Regions from separate parts of the Mus musculus genome. Here region 2 is linked to region 1. A link is a contact called in public HiChIP or PLAC-seq data. All regions are on one chromosome and are shown on one strand. The core of a region is the stretch at or near the end of the contact, and the rest is flanking DNA. Distances in the headings are between cores, read along the strand shown. Region 1 has its middle 71 kb from the start of Gm42228. Region 2 has its middle 23 kb from the start of Fam126a.

What was found. HiChIP or PLAC-seq counts read pairs in DNA pulled down with a chosen protein or histone mark.
Region 2: an H3K27ac HiChIP or PLAC-seq map of heart atrium shows a contact between it and region 1, with 4 times the contacts expected there. The contact joins two enhancer-like sites. A contact is called at or near these places in 2 of 484 Hi-C or Micro-C datasets (Sertoli cells and bone marrow-derived macrophages), 2 of 115 datasets of contacts at active chromatin or transcription factors (the 230-238 cell line and heart atrium) and 3 of 9 other capture datasets (adipose tissue, liver and pancreatic islet).

What each region holds. Positions count from the first base shown.
Region 1 is chr5:23,921,089-23,927,878 of GRCm38.p6, forward strand. It overlaps a transcript of Fam126a not described here. Among named protein-coding and RNA genes, the nearest start is that of Gm42228, 71 kb to the left of the region's middle. Within about 2 kb of position 2,868, at least 46 of the 459 cell types and tissues checked have an H3K27ac peak or open chromatin away from gene starts, as enhancers often do. A contact at or near this core is called in Sertoli cells and heart atrium, where this site is marked.
Region 2 is chr5:24,050,144-24,056,933 of GRCm38.p6, forward strand. No RefSeq gene overlaps it. Among named protein-coding and RNA genes, the nearest start is that of Fam126a, 23 kb to the left of the region's middle. Within about 2 kb of position 3,313, at least 44 of the 459 cell types and tissues checked have an H3K27ac peak or open chromatin away from gene starts, as enhancers often do. A contact at or near this core is called in Sertoli cells and heart atrium, where this site is marked.

The sequences.
Region 1 (6,790 bases), core at 1,618-4,117:
ATACCACATGCATGCCTGAAGCCTGAGGAGGTCAGAAGAAGGGGCTAGATCCTCTGAAATTGGAGTTATAGATGGTTGCAAACTGCCATGTGGATGCTGGGATCCAAACCTGGGCCCTTTGCAAGAACGTCAAGTGCTTTAGTCCTGAAAATTCATTTTGTTCACAGAAAATAATTGTGCCTGGGTAGATGTTTTTTGTAGTAAAGGTTTGCTATGCAAGCATGAGGACCTGGGAGTATATCTCCAGGGCTCAGGTAAATGGGGCCAAGATTGTCACCCCAGTGTTGTCAGAAACTGCCAGTCACCCCAGTGTTGTCAGTCACCTGTCAGTCACCCCAGGGCTGTCAGTAACTGCCAGTCACCCCAGTGTTGTCAGTCACCTGTCAGTCACCCCAGGGCTGTCAGTAACTGCCAGTCACCCCAGTGTTGGGAGGCCAAGACAGGAATATCCCTGGGGCTTGATGGACAGCTTTCTAGATGAGCCAGTAAGAACTTTATCTCAAAATATAAGGTGGAGTCCAAGTGTGGTCGCACACAATATTATCAGGAGGCAAATGCAGGAAGACCTCTGAGAGTTCAAGGCCAGACTGGTCTCCACATCAAGACCCTGTAACAACAACAACAACAACAACACTAACAACAACAGCAACCCCTCCAGAAAAATAATAAGTTGGAGAAAGAATGAGGAAGACACCTACAATTGACTTCTGACATCCACATCTACAAACACAGACTTACAAATACACACACACACACACACACACACACACACACACACACAATTTAAAAATTTAAAAAGATACTCTACCACAGATAAAAAACAAGCTGTAGTTTGGGAGTATCTGAGCAAAATATAGTAAAATATAGGCTCTATTATTCGAGGAAGATAGCATTCCTCTCCTTAGTCAATCAAATAAATAATTAAAGTAAAATTAAGATGTCTTAAAACATGATGAGGCTGAAAATTCAGCAACGCCATTGCACGCTCACAGCAATTATGGAACAAGGGCAGGCCAGTCAGCACTTCAGCCCAGATGGGGAGGGGTTTGAAGGGCAGACAAATCTCAGCAAAGATAGGATTTGAGTAATCCTAAAACCTACACTAAGACAGTCATATTTAGTATTACATCTTGTAACTGCATAAATGCATATATATATATACATTCACCAAGGCAGAACATTTATTAAACCATAACACACAACATAATAAAAAGAAAATGAGAATCAAAATAGATATCAGTTTCTTAAAAGATATCCAGGAAATCTTAAATATTTAGAAATTTAAAGAAAAATTCGAAGGGAATTGAAAAATTGTTTTGTACAGAATGGTAAGCACGGAATGTGTGATGTAGACCAGGCAAGGCCTGGAGAGCAGCAGGCAGTGCCCTCCGCAGGGTAACCCACCTGTGCTGTGATGAAACACCATGACCACAAGCTACGCGGGGAGGAAAGGGTTTGTTTCACTGACAGTTCCATATCACAGTTCATCATCAAAGGGTAGAACTCACACAGGGCAGGAACCTGGAGGCAGGAGCTGATGAGGAGGCCATGGAAGGGTGCTGCTCACTGGTTTGTTCCCTGGTGCTTGCTCAGCCCACTTTCTTATAGAACCTAGGACCACCAGCCCAGGGATGGCCCCACCCACAATGGCCTGGGCCCCGCCCTCCTCTATCAATGATTAATTAAGAAAATGCCCTACAGGCTTGCCTGTAGCGCAATGGAGGCATTTTATCAGTTGAGGTGTCTTCCTCTCAGATGACTAGCTTGTTGCCATCAAACTAGCCAGCCGAAGCCACAGCTGAGACTCCCTGTGTGCAGACAGAATGTAAATAAGAAATAAGAACAGGACTGAGTTGGATGTTATATCAAGGAGCTGCTAGCTCATGTCAGCTGTGTGTAGGAGATAAAAGTTGGATGAGCAGCCAGCTCACGCCAGCTCTGCAGCTCATGTCAGCTCTGTGTGTAGCAGATAAGAATGAAGTGCTATGTAATGATGTAATGCTAGCTTGTAGCTAATGAAAGCAGAGGCTGGCAGCCGACAGGCAGAGACCTTGATGCTCGACAGTGAAGAGTGTTGTGCTGTCTTGCCCTCTAACCAGAAAACAACTTGTGGGACAGTGGACCTTGCTAGGAAACTCGGTAGAGTGGGTCTGAGTCTCCGGAAACTCGGGGTACACACCTGAGTCCGTAGGCAGCTCCCTGCCAGATTCCTGGCCTGGAACGTGCCACACTTCCCACATAAGGAAACAGATCTGTGGTCACATTGCCCCAGAACAGAGCTCTACTTGCTAATGAGGTACCTAGAGGCCCTGAGGGTTTAGTCAATAAGCTTCCCTTCCTGGATATTCCTCCTTGCAGAAGGTATTTAATCTCTGGTCCCCCCTGAGAAGGTGGTACGCATCCATTTTCCACAATGAACAACCAATAACTAGTTTGGAACCGAGGACTGTCTCTTTCATCCACCATGGGGAGCGTGGAGAAAGCCTTTGCCTGTAGAGCCTCGGCTTCTCTGCATTTCCAGGCAACTGCTTCTACCTTTGCCAATGAGCTAAGCCAAAGTTCCCATCCCTTCCCCCTCGTCGTGGGTTCCCGCTCCTCTGTGTGGCACTCTAGCAGCGATTAGATGTCTTGGGGTTGGGAAATACCAGCTTTGGCTTCCCACATCTCAGACTGTATTCTCCCACTCCCGGAGTCGGAGTGGTGTCTAGGCTCTTCTCTAAAGCCCAGCACTGGGCTTGGGATAAAAGCAGTCAAGCTCCCTGCATTTCACCTCCCCGGTGGCCATGCCAGTGGTGGAGTAGAACACTGACTAACACAACTGACTGCTACCCTGGCTGCACAGAGATAAGAGGATCCAGAGTAAGGAGTCCCTGCCTGAGACACACAGACAACAGACAGATTGCAAGCCTTGCCTGTGAGGCCCCTCTGCCACCTGCTTCTGAGTCAGCTACCCCACGTGTATGTTGTGAACTGATGCTTATTGTAGTGAATAAACCTTGAGATCTAGACTCTGTCTGTCCTTCCCAGCCTTAAGCTGGACATGACTCATGATAGTTGGCATAGTTGACAGGATTCTACCTTCAAGATGGAACCCTGAGAAGAAAAATGAACCCTCTAAGGACCATAATAGTCCTAATTATTCTAAATTTCAGCAAATTGGCAACAAGCCTTTGGTCATACAAAATTAATTGCAGTCCAGGAGCAGAACTAGGCAGAGCTCTAAGGGAGATAGTGAAAGAAGGGACCATCACTCCAAAGCCAGCTGCTGCCTACGACATAGGAAGAGCCAGAAGTGAGGGACTCATCACTACTGTTACCAACACCTGATGCCAACTGCTGCCTATGCCGTAGGAAGAGCAGAAGGTGCAGGGAAACCCACCCAGGAAAGATTGGTTGGCCACAAGCCTGGTGAGAAGGGCAGATAAATTATTGGAAAAAGTAATAAGAAACTCACCCCAAACTAACTTTGGGTGTTATATAAAAAATTTAAGTTCTATACTCCCTAATGTATGTAACACTAGAATGAAGAAACTACTTACTGGCTTCAAAGCCATGAAAGTGAGTCCAGATGCCACGGATCGCACAGAGAGGAAATGGTTTGGAACAAAGAATAAGGCCAAAAGGAAAGCTGGGTTTAAAGAAGTGAAGATTGAGGTCCTTCTAACAAGTCCACCAATAGTAGAGCCACTCTAGAGCATGCGGCTAGTAAAGAAGTGCAAGCAATACTGATGAAAACCGTAGAGGAACTAAGAAATGGGGGTGGCAAACAATCCTTTCAAAGATGCTGTCCTAACCCAGGGCCTGGGCAAGACAGCCATATCCCTCCCAGTGACATCTTCCAAGATTCACAATATTTGGTAACAATGATGAGGAGCATTTTGAGCAACAAATAGAAATGAGACCATACACTCCTCAAGAACTAAGTCAGTCGAGAAAAGAATACGTCCAGATGGAATGGAGGATGCATCCTTTATGATAAAGCTCAGGGGAAAAGGATAGACACGGTCACGCTGTCAGAGTCAGAGGTGAGGAAAATTAAGAATATAGTAGAAACCCAGCAGTGTATGAAGCTTTAGAGCGAGTCCTAGGCACTGCTCCAGGCGATGTACACCTTCTCCTGGACTGGATAACCACAGCCTGGAGATGCGCATTTCCATCTTTAGACCTTACACAACGTGAGGAAGCAGCAAAATGGAACACTTTCCAAGAGGCCATTCAGCTCATGAGGCAACTAGGAGTACTGTGGTTTATACATAATGAAGTAGACACATCACAGGATGCTCTGATTATACCACAATTCAAAAGAATTTTAATTAAGGGGGTACCGCCACACAAAATTAATTTGGCAGGACCACTTCTAAATTGCAGAAATGTTTCTGAGGTAATTGACTTATTTAAAGGTTAGAGGGAGTTAGACCAAGAAAAAGTAGTATCATTAAATGTAAATAGAAATCCATTTAAATCAAAGAGAACACTCAGATTTTTCAGACCATTTACAAACATTAGACCTTTGGCAGAAAACCTGGAATGCTATTTGTAAACAGAACCCCACAGAGGGGTACACAAAATAAGATTTTTTTGAAGGAACAAACCTAAGCCTTTTTTAGGGACAGAAGGCCATCACAAAGGAAATATCAGCACCTCACTATGACAAGGCAAACACATATCAGCACCTCACTATGACCTAATGCAGGGCCTAGGCAAGACAGCCATTATCCCTCCCAGTGACATCTTCCAAGATTCACAATATTTGGTAACAATAATGAGGATCATTGTTACCAAATATTGGTACCTCACTATAACAAGGCAAACACATATCAGTTCCTCAGTATAACAAGGCAAACACATATTAGTGCTTCATTATAATAAGGCAAACACATATCAGCACCTCATTATAATAAGGTAAACACATATCAGCACCTCATTATAATAAGGTAAACACATATCAGTGCTTCACTGTGACAAGGCAAACACGTATACCTTTCATCAGGAATCAAGTCAGGCACCAGTAACACCATATATTATGTTTCCCATAAGAATAAGAAGATAAATGTTAGATGGCTAATTGACAAAGGCAGTGATATTAACATATATACAGGACTGCCAGACACTATAGAAGGAGTTACAGGAGAATCCATAATACCTGTCTGTAAGTTAGAATTAATGGTATATGACAAAATAATTCCCATGGATTTTGCATGTTGCAGTGCACCAGAAAATATTTTAGGCTTCTTAAAGATTTTAATTTTTTTGTGATTTTCTAAATTTTAAAAAGTAAAAGGTAATCTAGTAGGAGTAACAATAGAACCTATAAGACTACCAACAGTTGAACCCTCATTTATGTCACAATGCCCAATTAAAGGAGGAATGAGCAGATATCTGAAACCATTAAACCCTACTAAAGGAAGGAATAATTGAACCAACGCAAAGCTTCAATTTGAAGAGTCCGATTTGGTCAGTTTACCAAATAGTAAATGGTGAATGATGGTAGATTATAGGAGAATTAATGAATTGTTCTCTAAAATGCCAGGACATTTACCAGCTATAGAAGATATTTTCTTGAGGATTAAGAGAGCAGCACCAAGATGGCTGTCAACTACAGATTTATCAGACATGTACTTTAGCATACCACGGCACCCACAAAGCAGAGAATACACCACATTCACTTGGCAAGCAAGACAGTACCAATTTCTAAGACTACCCAATAATTGTCCACAGTGTTCTAAGATGGTGTATTGGCTAGTTTTGTGTCAACTTGACACAGCTGGAGTTATCACAGAGAAAGGAACTTCAGTTGAGGAAATGCCTCCATGAGATCCAACTGTAAGGCATTTTCTCAATTAGTGATCAAGGGGGAAAGGCCCCTTGTGGGTGGGACCATCTCTGGGCTGGTTGTCTTGGGTTCTATAAGAGAGCAGGCTGAGCAAGCCAGGGGAAGCAAACCAGTAAAGAACATCCCTCCATGGCCTCTGCATCAGTTCCTGCTTCCTGACCTGTTTGAGTTCCAGTCCTTACTTCCTTGGTGATAAACAGCAGTATGGAATTGTAAGCTGAATAAACCCTTTCCTCCCCAACTTGTTTCTTGGTCATGATGTTTGTGCAGGAATAGAAACCCTGACTAAGACAGATGGTCACTGGATAAAGTCATACCAGTCCTAACTATATTTGTATGTTGATGACTTTTTGATAATAAAATGAAAAGGAAATATATACAAAAAATCCCAAGCAAACCAGTAGACCAAACCATACAAGCATTGAGAGATAATGTTGGACCATCCATAATAATAAGCTATCAGGACCAGATACAAAGGTTAAGTTCTTGGGTGGTCCACTCCAGGGTCAAAAAATACCTACTGCAGTCATAAGTGAATTACAACAGCTTAAAACCAGCCAATGAAGCTGATATACAACATCTTATAGGATTATTTGGATATCAGAGATAACATATACCACATTTACAAGTCATTTTGCAACCCTTGTATAGTATTACAAGGAAAGCAAATGATTTTATTTGGAATAAACCCCAAGAACAAGCTGTGAAAACAGTGCCAGAGTATATAAAGGAATAGTCTAAGCAACAATACATCCAACCAGAGGATATAGTATATTTGCACATACTGTACCTAAAACAGTATGGGAACTGGAATATCTTTGTGAAAAGTAATGGTAGATAATGGACAGTAGGCTTCCCTGCTTGGAAAACAAATTCTCTCTAGTTGAGAAAACAATTTGAATAACATAGGAGGCCTTAAAAACTGTGCACCACATGCTGCAGAACAGCCAAGTAATA
Region 2 (6,790 bases), core at 2,063-4,562, 130 kb after region 1:
CTTCCTCCCATGATTATTTTGTTCCCCCTTCTAAGTGAGATTGAAGCATCATTACTTGGGCCTTCCTTCTTGTTATGGTTCCTATGGTCTGTGAGTTATATCATGGGTATTCTGAACTTTTTAGCTAATATCCACTTATCAGTGAGTATATACTATGTATGTCCTTTTGGGTCTGGGTTACCTCACTCAGAGATATTTTCTAGTTCCATCCATTTACCTGCAAAATTCATGATGTCCTTGTTTTTAATAGCTGAGTAGTATTCCACTGTGTAAATGAACCACATTTTCTGTATCCATTTTCCATTGAGGGACATCTGGGTTGTTTCCAACTTCTGAGGATTATAAATAAGGCTGCTATAACATAGTGGAGCATGTGTCCTTGTGATATGGTGGAGCATCTTTTGGATATATGCTCAGGAGTGCTGGGTCTTCAGGTAGAACTATTTCCAATTTTCTGAGGAACTGCCAGAGTGATTTTCAGAGTGGTTCTACCAGTTTGCAATCAAAGGGCTCAAAGTGGCAAAATTCACTGAACACTTTTTCTCAAACAAAACACACACACACACACACACACACACACCAAATCCAGCACTCAGGAGGCAGAGGTAGATGGATCTCTGAGTTCAAGGCCAGCCTGGTCTACAGAATGAGTTCTAAGACATCCTTGGCTACCCAGAGAAATCTTGTCTCAAGAAATCGAGAGAGGGAGAGAGAGAGAGAGAGAGAGAGAGAGAGAGAGAGAGAGAGAGAGAGAGAGAGAGAGAGAGAGAGAGAGAGAGAAAGAGAGAGAGAGAGAGAGAGAGAAGGGAAAATATCAAAGACTATTGGGAGCCTGCTAGAGCCAGAGAGATCTGAGAACTTTACCTTCTAACTGGCACAGCCATGCCAGCAATTGCCAAAGCATTTTGCTTGTTTATTTTCTTTTGTTTAGGGAGCAACAACTGGACTCTCAGACTTTATTCCTGTATAGCATTTACATTTGAAAAAAAACCAATTGTAGATAATATAGATTTATGTCATTCTTGTCCGCACACGAGTTGGCAAGATTCAACTTAACATGATACTACTTAATTCCTGGATTGGCCCTAGGGTGCAGATAACTCACCCAGGTCTGAGTAATGCTGGTCCCTGCTCTCAGACACTCTGCTCTGTGCCACACTTTCCCACGGTCCACATCAAACCGACGTCACAGCTCTCACATCATGTGGCTCGGCTAACTAAGCCTTCTGTCATGAGGCAGAAGAATAACGGCAAGAATATAGAATTTGATTTCAGGCTATCATTTGAATCTTGAATTAATTAATCACTGTGCATGATTTTGGACATGTTAACTAGTTCCTCTGCAACTTTAATCTTTAATCTGTGAAATAATGTGTTCATGATGTCTGTAATGGTTAAAACATGTAAACGAAGTAGGATGAAACACATAAAGGTATTTCCCACAATGCCAATGAGATGCCAAAGCTTTTAAATTCAGACTCCATTTTAGAGAACCTGACCTAAGTGTGAACTCAGGTAAACTATCAGGCTGGTATCTAGCATTAGTTTCTAAGTTGCCCTCCAACAAAACCTGAGCTTAGCTCCAGTCTCTAGGCCCTCCAACAAGACCGGTGTCTCCAGGTTATTCCCCCAACAAACCTGCACCCCAGGTTACAAGCCCACCTTCTACCTAACGACCATCAATGCAGAAGGGAGCGGAAGTTAAGTTTATGACATGACGCCCAGCACCAGCCAATCATGTTAAAGGCCACAAGAGCTTCCAATTAGATGCTTGCTCAGGTACTTCCTGCTTGCTGCTTACTATAAAACCTTGCCTCATAGACATTCGGGGCTCCACCACCACCAAAACCGTCCTGCATGACAGCAGGCGGGGCACTGGGGTGGGTGGGGTGTGCGAGCTAGCTCGAATAGAATAAAGCCTCTGCTGTGAGTTGCATCAGATCCGCTCCTGTGTGTGTTTGGGGGATCACTAACATTTCCCTGGCTTGACACACAGTTGCTGCTTGTTCCCTCCCTGCCTGCCGCCCTGTGGAGAGTATTATCTGTGAGTGAAGGGGGAATATTTTGGAAATTTTATTTATCTCCCCAGTTAAGTATTTTCACTTGTAAGTGACCTTGTAAAGTACAACCAGAAATAGGAAAAAATAAAACAAATCTGCCTGTGGCCTTTTCCAGACCTAAAACGCAGACAAGGACAACTCTGGAAGCTCTTGTCCTTCTCCCCATGTCTGTCCCTTCTCAACCATTTCATCCCACCGTCTTCATCCAGGAGCTTTGAACCTCTCCCGACCCCTGCTATACCTTTGCCCATGTGGATCAGCTGATCCTCCAGAGCAGCGGGACAAACTGCTGTGGTTTCCCTGAACACTGCTGGCTCTGAGCAACCATAGTAAGGAGGGAGGTTTTTACCACTAAGCTCAGCAGAGTGAAACTGTGGCTTCATGGTTCACTCCGCGGCTTATGAAGAACTGTTTAGGACATTTTTTTCTGTCTCTTTATCATCTTTAACAGTGAGAAATGACAGCATTAGGAAGCATTCACTTTAAACTCTTGGACAGAAGTTCCTAGGTTTGCTTTGAGTTTTAATGTTATAGTTGGTAGTAGGTTATTTAATTTTGTCATCTTGAAGACTAACAGGTACTTTGGAGAAAGTTTATAATAAATAGCTTCTGAAGTTATTTGATGTTCTCTCTCTCTCTCTCTCTCTCTTTTTTTTAACTTTATTTGAGCACAGTGGATGTTTATGGTTTTGTGCTTTATGGGGCTGAGGCCAAAGGCCCTTACAGACAGTTTTTGAAGCAAATATTTGCCATCCACTTAGAGAACGACTCTATAAAATGTTCTTTATTGTAATTGAGATGCTCTACCAATCACAACACTGAATGTATATTATTGCATTTCTGATTCATTGAGAAAACACAAAATAATAAAAGTTTGGTTTATTCCTTCTCTACCACAATGTCAGGAATACCCATGGCAATTTATATTGTTCTTCACGAGCAAAGGAGATTATAAAATTAAGAAAAACATCCTAAATCCCATTTATTTGTGGTCATTATTAATCACTATACTTGAGCTGTTATACATAATTATAATGTATAATTATTCTAACTGCTGCATGAATATATTTTTGATTACTAGAGCGAATGCTGGCTTAATGCCAAGGACCTTGACATTCCATGGGCTGAAGGCCAAGGACACCAGCGGTTTGTTTTGTTCTGTTTTTCAAGACTTCCCCGGAGACTGCACTGAATAGATTCTACTGACCACAAATGAATGTTATATTTTTAACCTCCCTGGAAAGATATGAATATTTCTAGTAACAGGAGTCAAATTACAGACGAGCTCAAGGGCCCTGCTGCCCGTCCCATGATCCCTCGTTAGCTTCCCCTTAAACAAGCATTTGCATACGTGTGGGTATCAGAGCTCTTGGTAAAATTAACTTAGTAAACTAAAGATGTGGAGCAAAGCAGAAACATAGCTGCTAAGGGTCTCTGGAAAGACAAAAGGAAAGAAGGGCGTCACCCACCATGAGCTGGAAGGAAGGAGAAAGACCTGAGGCAGCATCACTCACTTCAAGCCTTGCAACACCATCAGACTAGAGTCTAGATATGTACTCTAAGTATTTCTGTTATAGGAAATATTAAACGAAATATGTACAACACTTAGATTTCTTATTCTGTAGCATTCTAATTATTCAGGTCTATATGCAAATTCTGTATTCATTTGATCCTTTAGCTTGTAAGCAGTCAGCAAAGGATACTGAACAAACCTGCTTAGTCATGGTGCTCAAATGCTGCAACCTTTGCATACATGTTCATGAAATGGCATTGAGATTGACTCCTGCCATAGTGCCCTGGTGGCATAGTCACTTGTTAGTTTATCTACAATTTGTTACTGAAGGGTTACTAGCTCCTGTGGCCCTGAGTGTAGTTATAGATGTTACCAGTGAAACATTTTCCTCCTTCTGTCTTCTCAAGGGAGAGAGCACAGCTAAGAGACACACACAGTCTAAGTGGAGTTTACTTAGCAATGCAAAGGGTATACACTCTGGAGAGAGAAAGCGCAGCAGGTACACCCAAAGGGGGCAGTCGGTAGCCCTCTGGTTCTTTGTGGTGGATTTTTAAGACGTTGTTGTGAATGTTCATGAGACGTGCAGAATATTTATGTAGGAAGGTGGTCCTTTTTCCTTCCCCACACTATGATGGACAGATCTCTCTCTACTAGGATATTTCTTCCCATGATTTTCTTAGAAAGGGAGGAGGTCAAGACCTCAATGTAAATATGGAAACTATATCATAATGAATTCCAGGTCTTTTGCTAGTGCATGTGTGTGCCAATTTCTGGGTTTCTAATACAATAGAAAGAATATAACTGGGCTGGAGAGATGGCTCGGTGGTTAAGAGAACCAACGGCTCTTCTGAAGGTCCTGAGTTCAAATCCTAGCAACCACATGGTGGCTCACAACCATCCGTAAAAAGATCTGCTGCCCTCTTCTGGGGTATCTGAAAACAGCTACAGTGTACCATATAATAAATAAATAAAGAAAATTTAAAAAAAAGAATATAACTGCAACATCAGAAATGCTTAACAGCCAAAGGGCTTTCAGAGGATGTAGAGACACAATTACCAACACACAAAATACAGCTACAGTTTTCTTAGTTCCCTCAAGCTTAATTTGCTGTGTAGATAGTCCAACATAAACCAAACAAGATTTTTAAGTAAGTTAAACATCAAACAAAAGTAAAACAGAAAGAAAATTGGTTCTACTCATCCTTATTCAAGCAACAAACTGAATAAAATAATGTATAAGAGATGGGTGGATAGCTCCATCCATACGTAAAGTGTCTTGCAGACACACGGACTTCAGTTCAAACCCTAGAATCCACAGTAAAAAACAAAACCAGGTGTAGTGGTACATGCTTGTAATCCAAGAGCTGGAGAAGCAGAGACAAATGGTTTCTGGTGTTTGATATTCAGTCAGCCTGGCCTTCTTAGAGTTTACATCCAATGAGACACTCAGTCTGAAAAACAAGGTCAATGGCCCCTGAGGAATGACACCTAAGGCTGTCATTTGGTCTCCACGCACACACATGAACATATGCTCACATGCACATACATATATACATAAATAACATATAAAGAAACACATAAACATAACACATAAAGAAAGTAAAATATGAATATGGATGAAATGTTAAGAAATGTATAGCCTATTTATTTTATTGCAATAATAGTATTATAGTTAGTCACTGTGTTAGAATGTTGAAATGAAGTGACAAGATAACCTGATAACTTAAGTGAGAAAGATGTGTTTTAATTTAGTAAGAGGTTTCAGAGGTTTCAGCCCATGTTGCTTCTAGATCTGTAGTGAGGTAGAATCTTAAAACAGAAGGAACATGAACTCCCCAGGACAGCCAGAAAGCAGAAAAGAGACAGACAGGAAGGGACCAGTAAAAGTACATATTTTAAAGACATACCGTTAAATAACATCCTATGTCCAACAAGGTTCTACCTAATTTCTATCACTTCCCATCAAATTGTGAATTTGCCGATAATGAAGTCAGACCCTCCATTAGCCAGTCATTTCCCAAAAGCCCACTTCCAAACTCTGCTGCAAGGGAAACAAGGTTTAAATGGCACTGGAGAAACACTTTAATACCCAGCTGTGATGGCTAGCTTTAGTTTTCAATTTGATATAATTCAGAAATCAGCTGGGAAGAGAGTCTCAGTGAGGGATTGTCTACACTGAGTTGGCCTGTGGGCATGTCTATGGGGGACTGTCTCAACAAAGTTAATTGATATGGAAACCTCAGCCCACTGTAGGGGGCACCTAGGCAAGGGGTTCTGAACTGCATATGCATGAGTGTTTTGCCTGTGTGTATGTATATACACCGAGTTCATGCCTAGTAACCTAGAAGGTCAGGGAGGGTGTTAGGATCTCTGATACTGAAGTTATGATTGGTTGTAAGCCACTATGTGGATGCTAGGAATTGAATCCAAGCCCTTCAGAGAAACAGCAAGTACTCTAAACAGATAAGCCATCACTTGTGGCCTTCTTTTGATCAGAGTATTTTATAACAATAAAGTAAATGAAACTAGGATGCCAACTATGACAAATATTTTTGTTTGTCTAGAACATTTACCTTTTGAAAGTACATATTTTTTTCAAATGAAGTAACATCATATCTATTTCTACTGCAAAATAGATGAGTAGAAGGAGGAGATGTTAAAGAAATAGTAAGCCAGTAAAAAGGGAATAAGATTGAATGAATTAGTCATTGAAGATAAATGAGGGATATATAGGCTTCATTACATCACATTGCTTTCCCTTTTGTTTATATTTAAATTTTCCAGTAATTTCTATTTATTTTTCTAGGTATGTCTTTAGCCAGAGTGATGAATGAAAATTTCAAAGGCTTTGGAGTCAAGTAAAACAATTACAAAACTTGTTCTTTTCACAAACTAGTTAATAAAAGTCCTGCCTGAGGAAAGATTAGTAAAGTAGTGATTGTTGGGGGTCCAAGAATCACCCCACAAACCACATGAACACCCATCTCAGTCAGACAGGGATGGTTTATTGAATGCTCACCCTAAGACTCATTGATCAGGACCATAGCTCACACAGAGGCTGAGCCACAACATTGAACATCTTTTTCTGTCAGCTTATAAAGGAAAAAAAAAAACATAAAAATCACAGTGAGCTCAAATGCAGGGGCAGGAAGTGCTGCCTGGTGGTCGGCTCTGACTCAAGCCATTTTAGACAAAACAGTCCATATTGACCTTAAAT